2 separate regions of the Pan troglodytes genome follow, and region 1 is linked to region 2. A link is a contact called in public Hi-C data. All regions are on one chromosome and are shown on one strand. The core of a region is the stretch at or near the end of the contact, and the rest is flanking DNA. Distances in the headings are between cores, read along the strand shown.

The links. Hi-C and Micro-C count contacts between places; a contact is called where the count stands out from the background.
Region 1: a contact with region 2 is called in a Hi-C map of induced pluripotent stem cells, with 2.1 times the contacts expected there. The contact joins two enhancer-like sites. A contact is called at or near these places in 2 of 7 Hi-C or Micro-C datasets (induced pluripotent stem cells and stem cell-derived neural progenitor cells) and 1 of 1 datasets of contacts at active chromatin or transcription factors (stem cell-derived excitatory neurons).

Annotation. Positions count from the first base shown.
Region 1 is chr1:169,960,829-169,963,627 of NHGRI_mPanTro3-v2.0_pri, forward strand. No RefSeq gene overlaps it. Among named protein-coding and RNA genes, the nearest start is that of NFIA, 34 kb to the left of the region's middle. Within about 2 kb of position 1,538, at least 10 of the 24 cell types and tissues checked have an H3K27ac peak or open chromatin away from gene starts, as enhancers often do. A contact at or near this core is called in induced pluripotent stem cells, where this site is marked.
Region 2 is chr1:169,408,453-169,411,152 of NHGRI_mPanTro3-v2.0_pri, forward strand. No RefSeq gene overlaps it. Among named protein-coding and RNA genes, the nearest start is that of TM2D1, 140 kb to the left of the region's middle. Within about 2 kb of position 1,294, at least 1 of the 24 cell types and tissues checked has an H3K27ac peak or open chromatin away from gene starts, as enhancers often do. A contact at or near this core is called in induced pluripotent stem cells, where this site is marked.

The DNA of each region.
Region 1 (2,799 bases), core at 288-2,787, 550 kb after region 2:
TCTGGCCCCAAAGCCAGTAGATTATCCGTTAGATTCTGGGCCCCTCAGCCTTCTCAGTCTGGGCTTGATTTACTTGTCCAACTTTATCTTCCAACCGGAATGATTGGCTCTTTTTTTTTGACAACGTCATCTCGAACTTTATTAAGTATCTGTTTTCTAGGCAGAGCCTACATAGAACAACCTCTGAACTGCAATGGACTCACGGAGATGTCCACACACAGATGCTCTGAGACTCCACTAGCCAATTCCAATACCCATCCTTGATTTGTTTACTCAGCTTTGCTGCATCTATTTGGATACTTAATCTAACCAATTTGTCCCTTTTTTGAATTTTTCTCTCGCTAATCAGCTTGCAAGATCCTATTCTCATTCTCAGTAAGCGCTGCTGGTGCCTGATTCAGTGCTCCGCACGTTGTTGTCTCTCAAGAAATCCTTGCTGGTTGCTTGTAAGGCACCCACTCTCCCTCCTTCCCTTCCCATCCTCTCCCCCAACAAAAGCTGGTGCAGAAACATCCCAAAAGGGGCCAGGTTCCACGTGCTTCGTCCCCTTCCTCTGTCCCCTCACTGTCACCCACCAGGCCCCAAATATAAAAGGCGAAAGGCGCCGTTGCAATCAAAGCCTCAAAACAAAAGGCTCAAGGGGCGACTTTATTGACTCAGCCCCAACCAACTCAAACTTCCCCGTAGTCAGAATGTTCTTTCCCGCCACTACCCTGTCTTCCTGGAGCTGAACTTAAGACTCTTGGTCTGGCACTCGAAAACGCGTGAGGGGTGTGTGTGTGTGTGTGTGTGTGTGTGTGTGTGTGTGTGTGTGTGTGTGTTGGGGGGAAATGGGAGAGGATAGCAATAGTGCCGAAGGTGGAGGCAGGGGGGTGCGGGGAGAACGTTTCCCAGGGAACCTGAGAGCCCCAGATCTCGCGGCTGGCGACTTCCAACTCTCTCAAAGAAAGCCGCGGGCCTAGCTCGTTCATCAGTGTCACATTTCAATGGCAGCGCGGGGCGGCCTCAGCCAGGTGCCCGCGCGGGGCCGCGCGCCTTCCCGGCACGGCTCGGCCCGTCGGCGATTCAGACACCGCCAACCCACAAAGCCCAGACGGGAGCCCGGGGCTTGGGGAGGCCCCAAAGGCCCTGCGCGCCTCTCCTTCCTGCCGCCCCCACTACCCGGGGCTCCTTCGCGGCCTGCCGCCGGGCAGTGTGGGCCGAATTCGGGCCTCTGTGGCTGGAGCCTGGCCGTCCCCGCGCCCCGCTGCCGTCGTGGCTTGGGGGTTCTGTCCTTCCTGCCTTCGAAGATCAGGTCCCTCCTCGCCCTCCACGCTGGTTCCCCCGGGAGCCACTGTCTGGGGCCAGGGGAGCCGGGCTTTCTGATCGCAGCCCAGCTCTGCGCGACAGCGGGGCCGCGGACACAGCGTCCGCAGAGCGGCAAGGCACTTTCTAAACTCGGGGATCTTTCAGTTTGCGAACAGGGTGGCGAGTAGAACTCTACCCCCAGCGCCACTGCTTTTACCCGGCCGCCGCGAGCTGACACCAGAGGGCGCCGTTTTAATGCGCTTCGGGCAAGGACGCAGCTCCGGGAGCGCTCCGGCGTCGAGGCCGGGCTCGGATCTCGGGACTCGCTGCGGCGCCCTCTCCCCTAGGGCGCTCGGCCTGGGGTGCAACAGCGAGCCCCGCTTCCCTCTTCGCGAGGGGAGGTTTACTGCACTGGATTGCGCCCTGGCTTTGCACAGAATGAGGGTTCCTTGCAGCCGTCCGGGTGACGAGGAGGAGTGGCCCCTACCTGAAGCCGTGCCCCCGCCTAACTGCTAAAGAACACGTCTGCAGGCGTTGTTCAATTGCGAACGACTAATTAATTTTCCAGCACTTGTGCGGAATACTTTAAAATGGAAAAATGAAGGTCTTCGATGAAAATGAAGCTTGATAGTGTGCACCTGCCACTAATGTACGGTGCACGGCAACTTCCCCTCATTAGAGCGATGACTTGGGTTGAGAACAAGTCATATAGTGAAAATCACTTCAACACGTGCCTGTTCATATGCATAAACTCCTGTGTACCAGATGGCAAAATATAATGACATCTTAAACAGCTAATTGCATAAACCTTGTAATGCAGATAATTGCTGTACCAAAGTAGGAGTTAATAATTTCCCACTGTATTGCTTGACTTCAGAGTAATCCTCAAGGAAAGTTGTGACAATTCTAACACACTAAAGTTCACCAAGAGGTAATTAAAACTAGCAGTTAAATCATTTGACTTTCAAACCCTTAATTATGATTCGGAAGAACTGCTTTGTGGAAACCCAGAATTTACGGATGGTTATGTGATAACATTTAATGCCTGTATTTCATCAAGTTTTCTTTCATATATTTTATTCTGGAAAGTTATTCCAATAGCAAGAGGTTTCCATTTTGGGGTAAGAGTGGTTAACTGCCACCCCCAGATGGATCTGTTGATTTTTTTCAATTAAACATTTATTTATAGAGCCCCTTCTACAATAACTAACTCCAAGCCTTACCATGTGCCTGGCATTGTTCTAAACTTTACAGGTATTATCTCATTTAATCCTCAAAGCAACCATCTGAAATGTGTACCACTGTCATCTTCATTCTCCAGATTAGGAAGCCCAGACATAGAGATGCTAAGTAATTTGCTCAAAGTTGTCTAGAAGTCACTTTCCCAAACTCCTACGGTCTGACCCCAGAGCTCATGCTATTTACCGCTGTAATCTACTGTCTCATGGATTAAACCAGGGCCTTAATAATTTAATATTTCTTTTCTTTTCTTTTTTTTTTTGAGAAGGAGTC
Region 2 (2,700 bases), core at 44-2,543:
CTTGTTGGCCACATGTATGTCTTGTTTTGAGAAGTATCTGTTCATGTCCTTTGCCCACTTTTTAATGGGGTTGTTTTCTTCTTGTAAATTTGTTTAAGTTCCTTATAGATGCTGGATATTAGACCTTTGTGTGGTATCTTCTTACAGCAGGCCTAGCAAACAAATACACATGGTATGTGGGAGCTCATTTCCACATGCTCCATGAAGGAAAGACCTGTGTCTCTGAATCTTCCTCTGAAGGAAGGAGGAAAGGAAAGCAGAAAAGAAAAGAGGGAGGGAAGGAAGAAAAGGGGTGGGTCACAATGCACCTGCACCTGCCTTGACCCCAGCTGGAAAATCTGCCTGTGAGCAAGAGGGCTTATACTTCTGTATTTAATCCTTATATAACCAGAACATGTTTGTGTATAACATTGGTAGTTGAAAAATAAATACAAACATATATACATATCAAAGAAAAGCAGAAAAGAAAATTCTTCTTCTTTCTCCAAGTCTCCAAATGGGAGAGTAACTGCTTGGTAATGTTGAGGTTAATAAAAAGAACACTGAAGTCAATAAAGGATGAAAAAATGTTTCATTTTAATTTGTTTACTCCAACTTTTTCCTCCTGACCAAATAAGATAACTGCTTTGGGGCAGGCCGGCTCTTGTCTTACTTCTTCCTAGGAATTCACAGAGCCAGAGAGACACTGATGGAGGATGTCCTTTCTGGATTTGCTTGAGAACATTTAGAAAAGTTTCCAAAGATTGGCCCTAGATGGATGGCGGCAGTAAGGTAATAGCTACCATTTCCACTCAGTTGTCCGGGCTCCAGTACATGATACATAAACCACACGCAGCCTCACTGCGGTTCAGAGGTTAAAAGTTATTAACTGAAATCAATTGAAATAAAAAGAGCCACATCTGCCTTGGTACACAATTAACTTCTCCAGACGGCTTTGGCCTGCACTGCAGGGGACACACACACACACACACACACGCACACACACACACACACGCATGCACACATTCTCACTCAGTAACCCTGAGGGAGAGCAGAGGCAGCTGCGGGAGCCAAAAACCTCCCCAGTCCTAATTAAACCCTCAAAGTTTCCAGGCAACACAGCCAAGGAAAAAATCATTTCCAAGCCGAAGACCCCCAGCCCCCAGCCCCGGCAAAGGAAACGGGTCGTTTGGTTTAATCAGCCCATGTGCACATTCTCTCTCCCCAGGTTGCCAAGACGGGCCTGTACCTAGCAGAGGTATTTGTGTAATCAAAGCTTCTGGAACTTTCCCTGCCAAGGCTACCAATGTGAATAGGCTCCTGAGGTAAAAATGTTCTCCCTGCTGGGGACGGCGCCCTTGAAGTCTACATCAAAATCAAGCCAGGGTCACAGCTGTTGTGGCACCCCACAGTGGAAAACTTGCAAGAAATCCCAGCCTGAACTACTGCTTTGCCTCAGGTCTACAGGAAACAGGCCCCAGAGAAGGGGAGAGAGAGAGAGAAAGAGGAGAGAGGAGAGAGGAGAGAAGAGAGAGAGAGAGGGGGGGAGAGAGAGAGAGAGAGAGAGAGAGAAAGAGAGAGACAAACTTTGGGGGTGGGAAGACAAAGCCACTTGAGAACCTTGTCCTCTTCATGGAGACAGCCCACACCCACCCCAGTCACCCTCACCTTATGTGAGCTGGGGTTCCCGCACGTTGGCCAAGAACCACTAGGTGGCAGCAGATTAACTCTTCAGCTGCCAGGGTGAGCTGGGGGCAGTTAGGAGCTGAGTACGAAAACTTTGTATCTGTCACTTCCCTCAAAGGAAAGAAAAAAAAATGACTTTTTCTGTACCCCAAAGATCCTTGGCTTGCAGATTAGGTATTGGAGAAAAATCTATGAGGGGTTGAGATTGCTTCTTGGGTCACCTGTTCTTATGAGGCTTGAATTAGAGTGAAATGCAATTGTATGTACTCCATGTTGTATAACTTGGATGACACTTGGTTCACACTTTGTTCAAGGGACTGAAAGATCCTTTAAGAAATTTATGCTCACATTCAAATTCCCTTCAACAGATGCTAAATATAAGAAGTAATGAGTGTGTTCCATTTTCCAGGGACAGTGCTAATGGTCACCTAGATGGCCAATACCCCTGCCCTCTGGGAGTTAATGGGGAAGACAGGCATTAAAAAAAAATAGCATTCTTGCACTTAGCCACTTTGGATGAGTCAAGGAATCCAGACTTAAATCTGCTATGGATAAAGAAGAAAAAAATAAGTTAAAGGAATATAGGCTTATGAAAGTCATTTACATTAAGCTTCTGTTACATGGGAAGGTAACAGGTTTTTAGGGCTTAGGTTTTTAGGGTGGCCAGTAACCTAAAATATGGGAGCCACCAGAAAGAAACTTTACAGCATGGTTTATATATGCTTCCTGTTCAAATGACAAAGAAAACAAATCTTTCTCTTGAGTGTTCTAGCCTCTGCAAAGCATCCCCTTGTTCTACCTATTAAACCTCTGCCACAAATATAAAAATAATGTGGTGTTGATTGGTGTAGGGGGGCAGAAATGTGAAATTGATTTACTTTAGAAAGGAGAGAGATCTACTAGCCACCAGAGGAATAAATCCAGAAAGCGGGGAATGGGGCTGGGGTGAAAAGACAAGTGTTCTTGTAGTTGAGCTTAAGAGAGTTTGGGAGGAATATGGAAAGAGGGAGGAAAAAAATTAGGAGGAGAGAGCCA